Linked DNA regions of Manis pentadactyla: region 2 is linked to region 1. The links are chromatin contacts, called in public Hi-C maps. All regions are on one chromosome and are shown on one strand. The core of a region is the stretch at or near the end of the contact, and the rest is flanking DNA. Distances in the headings are between cores, read along the strand shown.

Evidence for each region. Hi-C and Micro-C count contacts between places; a contact is called where the count stands out from the background.
Region 2: a contact with region 1 is called in a Hi-C map of blood, with 3 times the contacts expected there. The contact joins the promoter of TAAR9 here to the promoter of SLC18B1 in region 1. A contact is called at or near these places in 2 of 3 Hi-C or Micro-C datasets (blood and skin fibroblasts).

Annotation. Positions count from the first base shown.
Region 1 is chr12:57,733,928-57,738,052 of mManPen7.hap1, forward strand. SLC18B1 (solute carrier family 18 member B1) reads left to right here and starts at 1,780. Exons shown (of 11, transcript XM_057489259.1): 1 at 1,780-1,884; 2 at 2,212-2,285; 3 at 3,594-3,741. The coding sequence starts at 1,813.
Region 2 is chr12:57,955,215-57,959,339 of mManPen7.hap1, forward strand. It overlaps TAAR9 (trace amine associated receptor 9), which reads right to left and starts at 1,691. Exons shown (of 1, transcript XM_036903655.2): 1 at 645-1,691. The coding sequence starts at 1,691. The coding sequence ends at 645.

The DNA of each region.
Region 1 (4,125 bases), core at 530-3,029:
CATCACCTCCAAAATTTCCCGTGTGCTCCTTTGTGTGTGTGTCTGTATGTATGCATGTGTGATAAGACCACATGAACTCACCTTGCATAACAGAAACTTTATATCCAATGAGCAGTAATTCTCTACTTCTTCTGCTGAAGCCCCTGACCACCACTATTCTTCTATAAGTTTGACTACATTAGAAATCTCATAAGTGGAATCATCAGTATTTGTTTTTCTGTGGCTGGCTTATTTCACTTAGCATAATTTCCTCAAGATTCATCTGTATTGTTGAAATGCCAGGATTTCCTTCTTTTTAAAGGCTGAATAATATTCCACTATATGTATATGTCAAATTTTCTTTATCCAGTCACCTGTCAATGGACATTTGAGTTTTTCTATATCTTGGTTGTTGTGAATAATGCTGCAGTGAACATGGGGGTGCAAATATCTCTTTGAGACCTTGCTTTCAATTATTTTAGACATATTCTCAGAAGAGGGATTGCTGGATTATATTGTAGTTCTATTTTTAATTTTTAAGGACCCTCCATATCATTTTTCATAGTGGCTGCACCATTCTACATTTCTAGCAGTGTACAATGGTTCCAGTTTCTCCACATCCTCACCATCACTTGTTATCTTTTGTTTTGTTTTTTTAAGTAATAGCCATTCGAACAGGTGTGAAGTGATATTTCATTGTGATTTTGATCTGCATTTCCTTGATCAGTGTTGTTGAGCAGCTTTTCATATGCCTGTTGGCCAATCATATATCTTCTTTGGGAAATGTCTCTTCAATTCTCCTTGGTTCATTTTTTTTTTTTTTTGAGAGGGCATCTCTCATATTTATTGATCAAATGGTTGTTAACAACAATAAAATTCTGTATCCTTGGCTCATTTTTTAATCATGTCCTTTTTTTTTTTTGATGTTGAGTTGCAGGAGATTTTTATATGTTTTAGATATTAATCCCCTGTCTAATAAACGGTTTGCAAATATTTTTTCCCATTCTTTTCACTCTTGTTTGTTTCCTTTGGTGTGAAGAAGCTTTTTAGTTTGACATAGTCCCATATACCTACTTTTCATTTTGTTGCCTGCAATTTTGTGACCTGTACTTCTGATCTTGTTGCCTGCATCAAATTCAAGAAATCATTGCCAAGACCAGTATCAAAAAGTCCCTCCGCTCTCCATATTTTCTTTGATGATCTTAATAGTTTCAGGTTTTACATTTAAGTCTTCTTGAGGTCTGACATTTAATTAATTTTGCGTTGATTTTGTGAGTGTGTAAAATAGAGGTCCAGTTTCATTCTTTTGCATGTGGATATCTAGTTTTCCCAACATCATTTGTTGAAGAGACTTTCCTTTTCCCATCGTGTGTCCTTGACACTCTAGTGAGAGATCAACCATGTGTGTATGGGTTTATTTCTTGGCTTTCTAATATGTTTCATTGGTACATATGTCTGTCTTTATGCCAGCATCATACAGTTTTAACTACTGTAACTTTATAATTTATTTTTGAAATCATGAAATGTGATAACTCCAGCTTTGTTATTCTTTCTCAAGGTTATAAAACTAACAATTCTTTATGGACATGTTGAGTGAATAATTTTCATGTCAGAGACTAGCTTCCTTTCCTTTCCCCAGAATAAAAATATTTTTAAAAATTATGCTAAAATAAAAAATAATCTCTGAAATTGCTGCATAGACTGAAGTTACAAGAAGACTATGCTTTGATATAATAGTTCCATTTCCCACATTGATGCTAATTTGTCTTTTAAACTTTGTTTCCTTCTTCCTTAAAGGCTGCAAAGAAAGGAGCCAGCAGCACAGTCATTGGTATGATCTTTGGGTGTTACGCTTTGTTTGACTTGCTGGCAGCTTTGGTATTTGGAAAATATCTAAGTATTAACGTTCATGTGCACATTTTAATTTCTAAAACTTGTGTAATGAGTTATTTTAATTTACTAGTCTAGAAATTCCATTGATACAGAAATAACCACCATTGTATTTTATGAGTTATGCCACTGTTGACACTTCCATTCTTAGGACTGATTGATTTTTAACTTCTTCTATATTTGTAAGTAATGTATGTTGTCACTCCACTAAAGAATTGTTCTGTATTAATTGTACTTAGCTTCCCCATATCTTATATATTTTCTCATGCAGTAGATTTGTTTATGTCAATATAGACTTGCAGTAGTCATCAATTCTCTACTTTTCTTTGACATTTATTATAGCTTGTACAAATTGGAGCAAAATTTATGTTTGTAGCAGGGATCTTTGTCTCAGGAGGAGTTACAATTATCTTTGGGTAAGTGATGTTCTGATATGTTTGAGAGCTTGAACAGAATTTGTAATCCATCTTCAGTTTAAAATATTAATGTTCTCTTTAAATCAGTCAGTACCATTGATTGTCTTTTGAATGCCTGGCATGTGACTAGTGGTAAAAGGAGTTGGGTAACTTAGCAGAATGAATGTAAAGAAGAGAATCCTCAAGGGACTCATTGTTAAGCTGGCTACTGATTCTATTCATTAGAATCCTGTGACTGTGAGTCACAGAAATTTAACTCACTTTTCGGAGTCATAGGAAATTTTTGGCCTAAGCCAAAAAGTGTATTTCTTACCCAATCAGCTGAAGAAAATCAGGATACAGATGTTAAAATACTGTCATCAGAAATTTCTCTCCAGTGCCTGGTTTTGCGTTTCTTTTCTGGTGCTTTGTTCCTGGACAAACTTTCCCCTTGAGATGACCATAATGGCCCTGGCTGCTCCTGTAGGAAGAGAATGCCACTGTCCTGGTAGCTGCTAGTAGAGTCACATATCAGAGCCCCAGTGGCCTGATCTTTGTTGGTAACTCATTCCGGCTTGAAGGTCACTGTAACCAGGAAGAGATACTCTGATTGTCTAGGCCTGAGTCACATGCTCACATCTGAGCATGGGAGCCCAATGGTTTCCTCCATTGCTATTTTCAGAAAAAGGGGAAATAAATGCCAGAGACAAAATAGCTATGGAAGTTCTTAAGCTTAGAGTGCTTAAACCAGCCTCATAGTGGCAGCAAATATGGAAGAACTTACATAGGTTTGGGGGGAGCATAGAGGAATCACAAGAGTACATAGTAAGATTATAACAACGAGTTCAGGAAAACCTTCATATCAAACTAAGTGTTTTTCTGTTTTCTTTTGTTTTTGTGGGGGCAGGTCTTCTATCTTCTGCATTCATTCTCTTTTCGGAGGTTTGAGCCCCACCTTGCTCAGGGTCGGGGGACCTGAAACTCAGAAGTCTTTCTTCTATATGGGTTCTTGCCAGAGTGATTCTGTATGTTTCAAAAAGCCTATTTAGTATTATTGTTTAGGGGACCCATTTTGTCAGCAGAAAAAGACAACTAAACTGTCAGTATGATCAAATTGTTAAAAAAAACCAAAGAGGTAATTTCCTAATATTGAAAGTACAATAAAGCAACTTTAAACAAATGAAAAACTTTAAAAGTATAATAAACCACATATTTTAGAGATTTATTCTAATAATTAGTAAGGTACTACTATTTTCAGTGAGTAGAATTAAAAAGGAGGAAAAAAAAACTCTCAACCTGACATTTGAGAATTGTCTTACTCTCTTTTAGCATTTTGGACCACATTCCAGATGGATCAATATTTATTGCTATGTGTTTTCTAGTGAGAATAACAGATGTAATCAGCTTTGCTGCAGCAATGACTGTGTCTTTTCCTGTCCTTGCAAAGGCTTTTCCAAACAATGTGACTACCATATTCGTATGTATTTCATAATTTTTTCCTATTTTCTTTTTAGTGTAGGCTAAACTATTTCAAGGTAAAGCTGCAGTCATTCTTCTAGACCTGCTTATTCTGCCCTCTGTGTTTTTGTTACCTCTTACCCCAATTTCTACTTCTAGCAGCAGACTGCCAATGAACGTACTGTTAGTCTTGCTTAGGTCTTTGGCTGGTCTTAGAATCCCCTAAATGGGCAGTTCAATGAGTAAATGTGGTCCAAAGCAAATATTCTTTTTTTGCCATTTTTTTAAAAACCTCCCTAGTAATATTTTGCTGTCTCTCTCTGTAGCCTGCAGTTTGGCTGAGCTGCTGGAAGCATGCCTCTGTTTTGGAAAAGAGTTATCCTCCATGAGCAAACACTCTATT
Region 2 (4,125 bases), core at 441-2,940, 220 kb after region 1:
AAGGTATAATGAGAATCACATAATCACCACACACGGTCTTTGCGAAGACAGTCTCTGTAAAGTGGAGAAGCAGCATTGCTGGGGTTCAGAACACTCAAGAGTTACAGTGTTTTTCAGACCATCTCCAATTACTAGTAAGTCCTACAGCCCAATTCTCTATAAAATCATTTTAGATTTAAAAAGTTTCAGGAATCTGTAATCTTGTAATTAGTTCACAAACAAAATATACTTGAGAGAAGATTTTTGTCCCCAAAGAATCTAACTGACAAGTTAGGCAGGAGCTTTTATGTCCTCTATGTATTTTGGAAAATGGGACATTGTTAACAAGTATAAGATAACCTGCAAAACTTCAAATTATTTCAAGAAACAAGTAAGACATTCAGAGAAGGTATTAGAAATTGCTGTACAAATCAGAAAACCATAGTGTAATATTCGATGGGAAGTAATCAGCAAATCTGACTCATCCTTCACTAAATTTTGTAAAATACCAACATACATGAAGATGACAAATGCCTTAGGACAGCTGTTAAATGTAATATCCTCCTACTTGGCAAATGGTGACACTTCACTCTCTAGATCCAAGTGTTCAGTTTTGCACTTGACCTTAACTCCATGTTTGTTTTGAAATCCCTGCAGTCATCTTGTCAATCTATGCCTGCTTCCTCAGAATATAAGTTAACTGTTGAGGAACCACTCCTTAAGACTTTCCCACTTACTATAAGTTTTATTGCCTTCCGAAACCATGGGTAAAAGAAAGCATATATCAGGGGGTTCATCGCTGAATTATAATAAACACACCACACTAAAATCTCATAAACATAAGGAGGAGTTATAAAATTCATGTAAGCATCAATCACGGCATCAACAATGTACGGCAGCCAAGATACGAGAAACGCCGCCATAGCAATACCCAGCGTTTTAGCAGCTTTTCTCTCTCTCTTTGCTACTCTTTCCTTGTAGCTGTCTGAAGAGGCCTGAGCTTGGCTGGCTGTGCTCTCTATCTTTCTAGCCTGATGTTTAGCCACCAAAAATATCTTACCATATAAAAACACCATGGCAACGGTGGGGATAAAGAACAGAAGAAAACAAAGTAAAACCCAGTTTTGATTCAACGGCGCCTGACAGCCTCCTACACAGGTGAGAGCAACTACTAATTCCTCGATCCCTTCTTCGTTGGCCCCGGTGTAAAAGATCGAAAAACTGTACGTGACAGAGAAGAACCAAGACAGAATAATGCATATTCCTGACACCGACACAGTAAACTTGGTTGGATAGGTCAGAGGATCAGTCACGGCGATATATCTATCAATAGAGATACAGCATAAATGAAACAGAGAAGCGAAACAGAAGGAAGTATCGAAACATGTATGAAATTTACAGTAACTCTCCCCAAAGTACCAGCAGCTCTCCACAGACCTCACCGTGCTGAAGGGCATCACGGTCACGCCCACCAAGAAGTCAGCGCAGGCCAGAGAGGCGATCAGGAAGTTTGTAGGTGTGTGCAGCTGTTTGAAGTGGAGGATTGCAATAATAACCAGTAAGTTTCCAAACACTGCCAGCACGGCCCCCAGACCAAGGACTGCATACAGAATTGCTCGAGGACCCGGGGAGTACGGAATTTTAATGCAGGATCCATTCACGTTCTCATAGCAGAGCTGCGCAGCTTCAGCCTGGGAGAAATTGTTCACCATTGCCTTCTTGTTTGAATTATCTTATAGTTCTCAAATTCCCTATTTCAACAACTTCAAATGGAGGAGTTGGCAATTTCAGAAGCTACTGGGAGAGGAAAAAAAAATCTCTAGTTAGAATTAGAGCTAGTAACTTTTTAAGCCAATTTTTTAATTTTTTTGGCATGTTAACCATAACCTCTTGATCTTTCCAAAAAGTAGTCCCAAGTTTTTAATATATTTAGAGTGGGAACTTGATGCAGAAAGCTGTTAAAATTTTGGTCAAATTTAGCACAAAAGACTGGCTACACACTTAGTCCAAAAATATATTAGAATGTATTTGGCTAATCATTAGAAAAATCGTTGTGTTTTTTTAGTGTTACTTTATCTTTTGAAATCTCACCTATAACCACCTGAGTTAAGAAATAATTAGGTTACCAAAGGCTGAGTTATATTTACAAAGTTATCTCCCCTGAGGGGCCATTTCAACAGTAATGATGAACTATACTTCATTTTTTTCAAGAAGGAAGAAATAAATTACATCTCCTTCAAATTATGACCTCAAAATCCCTATGGTATAGAAAGTGAAGACTGAGGAAACATTTACTTATAATTGCTTGCTAAACATTTTGGGGTAATGCATATTTTCTATCACTTTTATTTTCAGTTTGTGGGGTTTTTAACTTTTGTATTCACTCATGATTTGGATGGACAATTTAGATGTCTTGAAGAACTCTTCTTACAAACTGATACTAATATAATCATTGCATAAGTATTTTCCAGGCTAACAGCCAGTTTTAGCCTGGAATCTAATATCAATAAGATTGATTAAATAAGCAGTAACTCACCTAGCCTCTTACCTCCCAACCTTAAAAAACAGTATAGTTTTATACCTACCATAGAGGAGTAGGCAACTCCTGGGGTACACTGCAGAGGTGATTCTGGAAAGAATAGATTCATGTTAAATTATCCAAAGTTCAAATAGAAATGAAGTTGGTTTCTTCAGGTATTTGAGATTTTTTTATACAAAGGCATACAATCTTAAAACAATTTACAGAGTTCACGAAACAATAGTGAATAATTAATTTTTACTTCATTTAACCATGAAAAAATACAATCTTGCATCTAATTCTTAATCTGTGATCTAAAGATGGAACACACTTATTGCCATTTATCCTATGCTATAGGTCTGGCCTCTGTTAAAGTGCAGGATCCTAGGAAAAGCTGTATGCATACACACTATGTGTGCATATCTTTTATCTATGTTTCTATACTCTTCAGGTAATAGATTTCACTAGTCTGTAAATTTTAAATGTTTCTCTGTGGATGTGGTATGTGTGTATACACCCATGGTTATTTTGACTTCCCTAGTCTGTGACTTTTAAATCAATTCGTTTTTACTTTTATAGTAGTTGGCAAAGTATTGTGTCAACATTAAATTACTGAAATATTTAGGGCTTCAGGGCTGTCATGTATTCAGCTTACTCTCCAATGGTTCAGAAAAAAATTATCCATGCACATAAATAAAGATGGAGAGAGAGGACAAATGCCAAAGCAAAGAGAGCAACATTTTAATAGGCAAATCTGGTAAACAGTATATAAGTGTGCTTTGAACAACTTTCTGCAACTTTTCTGTAGGTTTAACATTATTTCCTAACAAAAACATTTTTTTCTTACAAAAAGCAGTATTTAAAAATGGGACTTTTAGAATCTCCATTTCCATCATAATCTTGGGCAAGCCACTCTTAAACCCCACCACCTCATGCCAAGAAACCTTCCTACAAGCAGTTCAGGTTCCCTGTCTCAGTTCACCTCTCTCCTCTCCAGTATTGTGAAGAATACCAAGTGAGGGGAAATCAGGACCCATGTTATGACCCTCTGCCTGTACCATTCCTCCCCAGTGTCCAAACCATGAATGCAGGTGCCTATTCAGAACCTGAGTTAGAGATTCTTCACAGCAGGTGCAGTGGAGTCTGAGGAGCAGCAGGGATGCTGTGCCACGCTCAGGGTGCCAGAGGTTAGCAAAGAATGAAAGCTCCTATGATGGGTTCTGCGCAAATCTCTCAGTAGTAGAATCTTCCTTTGGTTCCTCTCTGAACCTGGTTCTCTCCCTGGGTATTTAAAAAATCTACCCTAAACCTTTCCAATGACTTAAATTTCTGCATAAAGCAACCTGAAAGTGGATTTAATGTTGTAAATGAGAAAGAATGAGCATTCCAGGATGCTTCCTTACTTTCAAGCTTAGATAACTCAAAGGAGGGGGAGGTTTGAGTGGAAGATGGAGAAGGGAGAGGATTTCTAGTTGGGGCATGTTAAAGGTGAGATGCCTATGGACAGTCCAGTTAGGAACTGTCCAGTGGACAAATGGATAGATCTGTGCACAGCTCAAAAGTTATTTGGGGGCCATCATCATATGTCATAATCAATCACCCAGGAAACTAACAGTGTAAAAGAAGTG